Regions from separate parts of the Mus musculus genome. Here region 2 is linked to region 1. A link is a contact called in public ChIA-PET data. All regions are on one chromosome and are shown on one strand. Each heading gives the region's core, a stretch centred on a gene start, on an enhancer-like site or on the middle of the called end of the contact. The rest is flanking DNA. Distances are from core to core; before and after follow the strand shown.

Region 1 (4,162 bases), core at 671-3,170:
AGTGCTGGGATTAAAGGTGTACACCACCCCTGCCCAGCCAGGGGCACTATTCCTGAGGGGGAGTGGGAATTGAGCGGAGCCGCTAGACTCACAGCTGGAAGCCCCGGAGTACAGGTGTGTTGTGAGCAGATGTGCCTGACAGTCAGAGGCGGAAGTCAGGTGGCTTCTGTGACCCATGACCTCATTCCCTTGAGACAGGGTCTCTCAGAATCTCAAGCTAGCCTTGTAGTCCCAGCAATCCTCCAGACTCTAACCTTCCCTTCCTTCCATATGGCGATTACTGGTGATTTTTTTTTTAACCTGGCTCTTTAAGTGAGCTCTGCAGATTTTCACGCAGGTTGTCATGCTTGTGCAACAAGCACTCTTGCCCGCAGAGCTACCTCCCAGCCTGTGCCTCCCAGCCTGTGCCTCCCAGCCTGTGCACGAATTCTGTTTGGAAACTTGCTGCGTCACTGATCTGCTGTGGACAGAATGGGGTTCCATCCACGGATAACAGAGAATGTTCTAACACAGCTTCACGGTGTCCTGGAGCCATGAAACGAGCTCCTTTTGTATGCCTCTTCCTTCCTTCCTTTCTTCCTTCCTTCCTTTCTTTCAAGATTTATTTATTTAGTGTATAGGAGTACACTGTAGCTATACAAATGGTTGTGAACCTTCAAGTGGTTGCTGGGGAATTTAGGACCTCTGCTTGTCCTCTCAGTCCCTGAGTGCTCTGGCCCAAAGATTTATTTATTATAATAAATAAGTAAAGATGGTTGTGAGCCACCATGTGGTTGCTTGGGATTTGAACTCAGAACCTTCAGAAGAGCAGTCAGTGCTCTTAACCACTGAGCCACCTCTCCAGCCCCTCTACACTCCTGGTTCTTATAAGGTGGTTCCACTTGCACATCTCTGGGCTAACTCCTAACTTCTCACAAAGCCCTTCTGCACTCCTGTTTCCTATAAGTCCACCCCACCCCAGCACCTCTGGGTTCTCTCCCAGCCTGTAGCCTTCCTCTTAATAAATTCTATCCATCCTAGTTCCGGATTCCTCACCAGCCACTGCCTCTACCCCAGGCCCCATCCCCTCATCACCCTGCCTTGCTTAGGCTATTGCAGATGCAGCTCCTGACTGGTTTGTTCTGTGTACCCTAAGCACCCTACAGACAAGCCTCTGCCAAGACACTTAAGGGGGCTTTGTTGTTTGGGTTTTTGAGACAGGGTCTCACTGGCTGGCTGGCCTGGAACTCGCTCTGTAGACCAGGCAATAGATTCATAGAGATCTGTTTTCATCCAAGTGCTAGGATTAAAGGCACTAGACAGCCACTATTCTTGGGCTCTTGTTTGTTTGGAGACAGAGTCTCATGTATCCTAGGGTAGCCTAGAACTTTTTTTTTTTTCCAGCACAGGGTTTCTCTGTGTAGCCCTGGCTGTCCTGAAACTCACACTGATAACGAGGCTGGCCTCAAACACACAGAACTCCACCTGCCTCTGCCTCCCCAGTGCTGGGATTAAAGGTGTACAGGACCACCACCCAGCCGCCTAGAATTTATTTATTTATTTCTTCCTAGCATTTAGAGGATTTGTGGAATGGAGCAGGGTGGTTGGAGGTGGAGGGAAACTAAGGTAGCTTTTGGTCTGTACATGGTAAACCAACTTCACTGCTCTTGGTAGGAAGTGTGGGCTTTTAGCGTGCTAGAAGTAAGGGTGGAGGTTTGGTTAGCCAGAGTCAAAGGTCACCCACAGGTCATAACACGCAGCAGTCAGGGGTCAAGGATGTCAGTCTACCTGAGCTATCTTCAAGTTCCTGAAAAAAAAGAAAAGGAGAAGAGGAAGACAGATGAGGTAACTGTCATTGATGTCACATCAGAACGTGCAGGGCTGCGCTTCACTTAGCTCAGTGACCTTGGAACTCCTGGTGTGAGCGACAGGCGGAGAGGGAATGACCCTTGAGGTCAGAAGTTAAGACCGTTTGTGGTTAGTGTGCCTTAGTTCCTGTGAGAACCCAGGCCCTCTCACCTGAGGTCGACTCTCTGGCCAGCTGACTCTGAGAGGAAGTGCCTTCTAAGTCGCTTTCTGGTTATTGGTAGGATCCAACTACTTGGGGACTGATGTTTGCGAACATTAGTGAATGAAAAATTGAAAATAAGACTGAAGAGATTAGCTCAGCGGTTAAGAGCACTGACTGATCATCCAGAGGTCCTGAGTTCAATTCCCAGCAACCACATGGAGGCTCACAACCATCTGTAATGGGACCCGATGCCCTCTTCTGCTGTGTCTGAAGAGAGCAATGGTGTACTAATATACATAAAATAAATAAATAAATCTTTAAAAAGAAAATAAAAAATAAAGAAGATACCAGTGTTCGTAGGTATGGTGGAAGAGGAGGTTTATTGTAGATGCGAGGGAGAGAGCCAGCAGCTGGGAAGTCCTGGAGAGTCCAGAGTGAACAAGACCTGGCCCTGGGAGGAGAGGGGAGCAAAGGGGAACAGAGGGCTGGAAGAGTAAGGCCAAGTTTCCAAAATGGCTGCGCTATCTAGGGAAGGCAGCTGGGGAAGAACACCCCAGCCTCTGGGCTGGAGAAATTTAGGGTATGCCAGCCATGCCCTGTAACAGGCAGGGACTGAGGGATGCTGGGAGAACCTGGGGCCAGGGTTGCTTTGCTATGTTAAATAGGCACCTCTGGTAGTCATTTGTCCTGGGTTTGAGATCTAACTATAAGTTCCCAGCCAAAGGAACCTCTCTGTAGGGAGACTACCAACTCTGGGGCTCTGTCTTGGTACCACCAGCACTGAAGTCTATACGGTGTTAACAAGAGCTTTTCAGGTGGTGAGAGCTTAGTGGATAAAGATACTTGTGGTCAATCCTGGAACTTGTGTGGTGGAAGGAGATTTCCATATGTGCTCCGCAGCACACTAGTTCTTCCTAGCAAACAAAGAGATGTCATTCATATATATATATACATATACATATATATATGAATGACAGGGTTACACTGTATAGCTTGGCTGGCCTGAAACTATGTAGAATGGGCTGGCTTTGACTGCAAAAAGGCCCTGGGTGTGCTTCTAATTCTAGAGCCCTGGAATTAAAGGCAGGGGCTCCAACCTAGTCAAGACTAATTTATCTATTTATTTATTTATTTATTTATTATTTATTTACTTTGGAGACAGGGTCTCTCTGTGTAGCCCTGGCTGTCCTGGAACTTTCTCTGTAGACCAGGCTGGCCTCCAACTCAGAGATCTGCCTGCCTCTGCCTCCCAAGTGCTTAATATTAAAAGTGACTTAAAATAAGTCACCATCCAGTGACTTATTTTATTTTATTTTAAAGATTTACTTATTTTATGTATGTGAGTACACTGTAGCTCTTCTCAGACACACTAGAAGAGGGCATTAGAACTCATTAGAGATGGTTGTGAGCCACCATGCGGTTGCTGGGATTTGAACTCAGGGCCTCTGGAAGAGCAGTAAGTGCTCTTAACCGCTGAGCCACCTCTCTAGCTCCCTTTTTTAAATTGTAAATTATGTGTGTGTCTGCATGTGCACATGTGTGCTCGAGCTCGGGTACCTTTCAAAGCCAGACGGCAGCAGCGTCAGATCCTTGGAGTAGACAAGCGCGTTCATTTGTTTTGAGTCTGGGTCTCTGTGTAGTCCTGGCTGTCCCCGAACTCTCCATGGGGATCAGGCTGACCTACCTTTGTGGCTTGAGCCCTAGAGTGAAAGGCCTGTGCCACTATACCCGTCCCCAACAGTAAGCCTCATAAATAGACTTTGCATTAAAATGTAAAATTACGGCTGGGCGTGGTGGTGCACGCCTTTAATCCCAGCACTCTGGAGGCAGAGGCAGGTGAATTTCTGAGTTCGAGACCAGCCTGGTCTACAGAGTGAGTTCCAGGACAGCCAGAGCTATACAGAGAAACCCTGTCTCGAAAAACCAAAAACCAACCAACCAAACAAAAAAGATAAAATTACACTCATTTACTCATGAGTGCGAATGTATGGATGTGGGCTGGCCATCCACCGTGAGAGGGCTGGGGTCAGAGGGCAACCTGTGGGAATCGATTCTCTCCTCTGACCCTCACCTTGTAAGCGACCGCTTATCTCTTTGCTAGGCTCTGTTTGTTCCCAGGGCATAGGTACTGACCTGCTCTTGCTGAGCTCCGTGACCGGTGGACCGGTCTTA
Region 2 (4,209 bases), core at 964-3,463, 95 kb before region 1:
TTGGTGGTGTGTGTGTATGGGAGTGGTGTGTATGTATGGGGGTGGTGTGTGTGTGTGTGTGTGTGTGTGTGTGTGTGTATCTTTCTGAGTGTAGGTATATGTATATGAACACTGTTGAGGCTCATCTTGAACTACTGGTTCTTCTGCCTACATATCCCAACATATCCCAAGTTCTAGGATTACAGATGCCCAGAAAAATATCTATACCTCTACCTCTACCTCTCTCTCTACCTCTCTCTCTACCTCTCTACCTCTTTCTACCTCTCTCTACCTCTCTCTACCTCTCTCTCTACCTCTCTACCTACCTCTCTACCTCTACCTCTACCTCTACTCTATCTCTACCTCTACCTCTCTACCTCCCTCTCTACCTCTCTCTCTACCTCTCTCTACCTCTCTCTACCTCTCTACCTACCTCTCTACCTACCTCTCTACCTACCTCTCTACCTACCTCTCTACCTCTCTACCTACCCTCTCTACCTCTCTACCTCTACCTCTACCTCTACCTCTACCTCTACCTCTACCTCTACCTCTACCTCTACTATAGCTAGCTAATTTTCCTGATTTCCTAATGTGGATAACTGGCAAGCAGTAAGTCGCATATATATTGGGGAAACAGTATCAGGAAAGGTCTGGTTTAGTTCATGGTTCTGTGCCAAGGTTAATTTCTTAACTTTGGCAACTGCACCCTAGTTATGCAACACATTAATTTTTGAAGAAGTGGACGGGTAAAGGGTTTAGAGGAAATCTCTGCCACTTTTCTATAAATTGAAAAATTAACCAAGCACTAATGGTTGGGTCCATGCTTAGAATCTCAACACTTGGTATGCTGAGGCAGGGGGATTGTCACCCCTTCAGGGGCTACCTGGTGAAGTTTCAAGCCAACCCAATTTATAGTACAGGACACTGCCTCAAGAATAAAAAAAGAGTTGTATTGGTGGTCCATGCCTTTAATTCTAGCCCTCAGGAGGCAGAGGCACGTGGATCTCTCTGAGTTTGAAGTTAGCCTGGTCTAAACAGTAAGTTCCAGGCCAGCCAGGGCAACATAAGACCCCATCTCAAAAGACAAGATTATTCCCAAAAGTATAAAACAATACCTCCTGTTATGTATGTAATAACATTATATCTCTGTTACAGATTATATATTTATTAATGTCTATTTTTTAAGACAGTCTTATGTATCTCAGAAGCCCAGGATGTCCTTGAACTTCTGATCTTTTTACCTCCATAAAGACCAAGAAGAGGGTGTTGGATCCTCTGGGACAGATGGATGTCCACCACTGTGTGGGTGCTGGCAATGGAACCCAAGTGGCTTGGAAGAGCAGCCAGTGCTCTTAATCCTGGAGCCATCTCTCCAGCCCCTTCTTAGATTATTTGTGTAAGAAGTTCCACCCTAAAACTAGATATAGTGGCATGTGCCTGTAGTCTCAGCACTTGGGAGGTGGAGGCAGGGAGGATCAGGAATTCAGGGGTAACCTGGGCTACACAGTGAGTCCAAGGGCAGCCTGAGTTACATGAGATCCTGTCTCAGAGAAGGTCTGGGATTCTGTTTTATAGTCAAGAGTCTGAGCCCTCTCACTGGATGCTCTCATCTCTGAGCTTCTATCCTAATGGCTGCCCCTAACCCTGTATCTTCTTTCTAGGATAGCCACTTCTGCCCACAGCAGTGAACCAGGACGGGGATGGGGATGGGAAATGGGGATTATAGGCTAGCAGGACTGGCCGTTCCCACGATAATGGGGTCCCTTCCAGGAGAGACTTAGTGTGGACCAAGGCTGCTGGGAAGGGCTGGGACTGGGCTGTTGCTTTCTGGCCTTTCATTGGTTGGTCAGTGACTTTCATCTCCGGCCAACTTCAGAGAGGACCTTAGGAGCAGCTGCTGCAGCCAGAAGGCAGGAACCCGCAGGTGGCTAACCCGGAGCTTCTCAGGCCCTGAAGCTGACATGTGATACAACCTGGGGCCTGCAGATGTCCTGGAGTCCAGGAGAGACCCACAGCTGCCTGCAGCCACAGGGCCTGGCCACCATAAGCTGGGTAGTCGATGTTCCTCTCCTGTTCTCACAGTAGATCCCCTGGCTCAAGCCTCCGCAAGCAGCAGAGTGCCCGCCCCCTCCATCCTTTGCAAGGTTCAGCCTCCAAAGCCTGCAGGTGGGGAAGGCCAGCCAGCAACAGTTCAGCGCTGCCGCCCTGAGGGACCTGGGCCAGGTTGGCTAGCACAACGCCTGCAGCCGGTCACCGGCCACCCTCCACCGTCCAGATGTCAGCGGCCCCGGCGGCCCTGTCCTGACGTGCACCTTCCCCTTCGCTGCCCCGCAGTGCACTTTGTCTCGCCGCAGCCAGATGTGCCGGCTTTGGTGCTGGCCGCCTCTAACGAGGTACATATGTGCAGCCTGGCCTGGGCCGCTGCTACCAAGGAGAAGGGAGGCCCCAGGAGAGAGCGGGCTGCAGCTGGCCACGCGGTGAAAAGGGGAGGAGAGTTGCTTGGGGAAGGACTCCTGATGGAAACTGAGCTGGGGAAGGACCGCTCTGCCTAATAAGGACCTGGCTTTAGCTGGGGGATGGGGGGGGGGGTGGAGTGTGTGGGGGTGTGGTCACTCTCCTCCCTGCTCAGGAATAACCTGCATCTGTCCCCTAGTTTTTCCCTAACAACTGGGGTGTTCTCATTAGTTGTTTCCCCTTCCCCCTAATCAGAGAAATCATAACCAGAAATAAAAGACAATTTAGAAAACTCAATATAAGCCAGGCCCAGTGACACACAATTGTAATTCCAGTTTCATGGACTGAGACCGCTGAAGCAGGAGGCTGGCTGTTGAAGCTGGGCGGTTCTGTGGGGTAGAGGACAGGCAATTAGCTGAGCTGCTACAGGTGCTTATTGCCACCTGAGTCCAAGCTCTGCCCCGCCCACCTCCACTAGGTGGACTAGGAGCCACCTAGTGACTATGTGGAAGAAAAGAATCAAGTCTTACAAGGCTTCCTTCCATCTCTCCATGAGCACAGTGATCATGCTGGTGCGCGCTACACACACACACACACACACACACACACACACACACACACACACACACACACACACACACATACACTCACACAGTAAGGCATGCATTATTCACCCAGGGTGCTCAGAGCCAATTGCACACGCTGTTTCACTGAACACTAGAACTGTCTTCCATGAGTTTCTATTGCAAACAGCACTGTGATGAGCAGCCTCTTGCTTGCACGGAAACAGTCCGATAAATGCAATCGTTGGAGGCTGGTGATGTAGCTTAGGCAACCATGTTTGCTAGCATCCATGCCCAGGTATGACATGGTATTCTTTTGTTTGTTCATTGTTTTGTTTTGTTTTGTTTTGTTTTGTTTTGTTTTGTTTTCCGAGACAGGGTTCCTCTGTGTAGCCCTGGCTGTCCTGGAACTCACTCTGTAGACCAGGCTGGCCTCGAACTCAGAAATCCACTTGCCTCTGCCTCCCAAGTGCTAGGATGAAAGGCATGCACCACCACTGCCCGGTGACACAGTATTCTTGTATGATTGGTAATTTGGAGTCACAGTCAGGAGGACCAGGAGTTCAAAGACATGCTTGGGATACATGAAAATCACCTCAAAATAAGTAAGTTCACAGGCAGGAGGGACTGGGTGACTTCCCTTACACACGAACATACATGAGCAAGTCTGCTTCTGACGAGGGAGCTGGCTCCAGAGAGTAAGAAAGGCACTTGTCACCAAGCCTGACCCCTGGATTCAGTCCTCAGGACCCATGTGGTAGAAGGAGGACCAACTCCTAAACTGTTTAGCCAACTCCTAAAATGTGTAACCATGGCATGCAGGTGTCCCCACACAGCACATAATATATAAAATAATAAATAAATAAATAAATGCAATTGTTTGTGTCAATTTGATGCAAACCTAGATATATCTGGGAAGAGGAAATCCTTTTTTCTTTATTTTCTGTGCATTGGTTTTTGCCTGCATGTATGTGTGAGGAGAGTGTCAGAGCCCCTGGAACTGAAATTATAGACAGTTGTGAGCTGCTATATGGGGGGGGGGGATTGAACCTGGGTCCTCTAAAAGAGTAGCCAGTGCCCTTAACCAGTGAGCCATCTCTCCAGTCCTGGGAAGAGGGACTCTTCTTAATTGACATAATGCCCCCATCAGATTAGCATGTGGTGATTAATTGGTGTGAGAGGGCTCAGCCCACTCTTGGAGACACCACCCTGA

The links. ChIA-PET counts read pairs in DNA pulled down with a chosen protein or histone mark.
Region 2: a contact with region 1 is called in an REV-ERBa ChIA-PET map of liver, with 12 times the contacts expected there. The contact joins two enhancer-like sites. A contact is called at or near these places in 4 of 39 promoter capture datasets (the C10 cell line, embryonic stem cells, liver and 1 more), 3 of 15 datasets of contacts at CTCF or cohesin (the NIH/3T3 cell line and embryonic stem cells), 17 of 484 Hi-C or Micro-C datasets (CD4 single positive thymocytes, CD8 T cells, CD8 central memory T cells and 8 more), 16 of 115 datasets of contacts at active chromatin or transcription factors (CD8 T cells, the HPC-7 cell line, bone marrow-derived macrophages and 8 more) and 4 of 9 other capture datasets (adipose tissue, embryonic stem cells, liver and 1 more).

The regions. Positions count from the first base shown.
Region 1 is chr17:29,508,996-29,513,157 of GRCm38.p6, forward strand. No RefSeq gene overlaps it. Among named protein-coding and RNA genes, the nearest start is that of Gm26885, 20 kb to the left of the region's middle. Within about 2 kb of position 1,921, at least 59 of the 459 cell types and tissues checked have an H3K27ac peak or open chromatin away from gene starts, as enhancers often do. A contact at or near this core is called in liver, where this site is marked.
Region 2 is chr17:29,414,093-29,418,301 of GRCm38.p6, forward strand. No RefSeq gene overlaps it. Among named protein-coding and RNA genes, the nearest start is that of Gm36199, 19 kb to the right of the region's middle. Within about 2 kb of position 2,214, at least 115 of the 459 cell types and tissues checked have an H3K27ac peak or open chromatin away from gene starts, as enhancers often do. A contact at or near this core is called in liver, where this site is marked.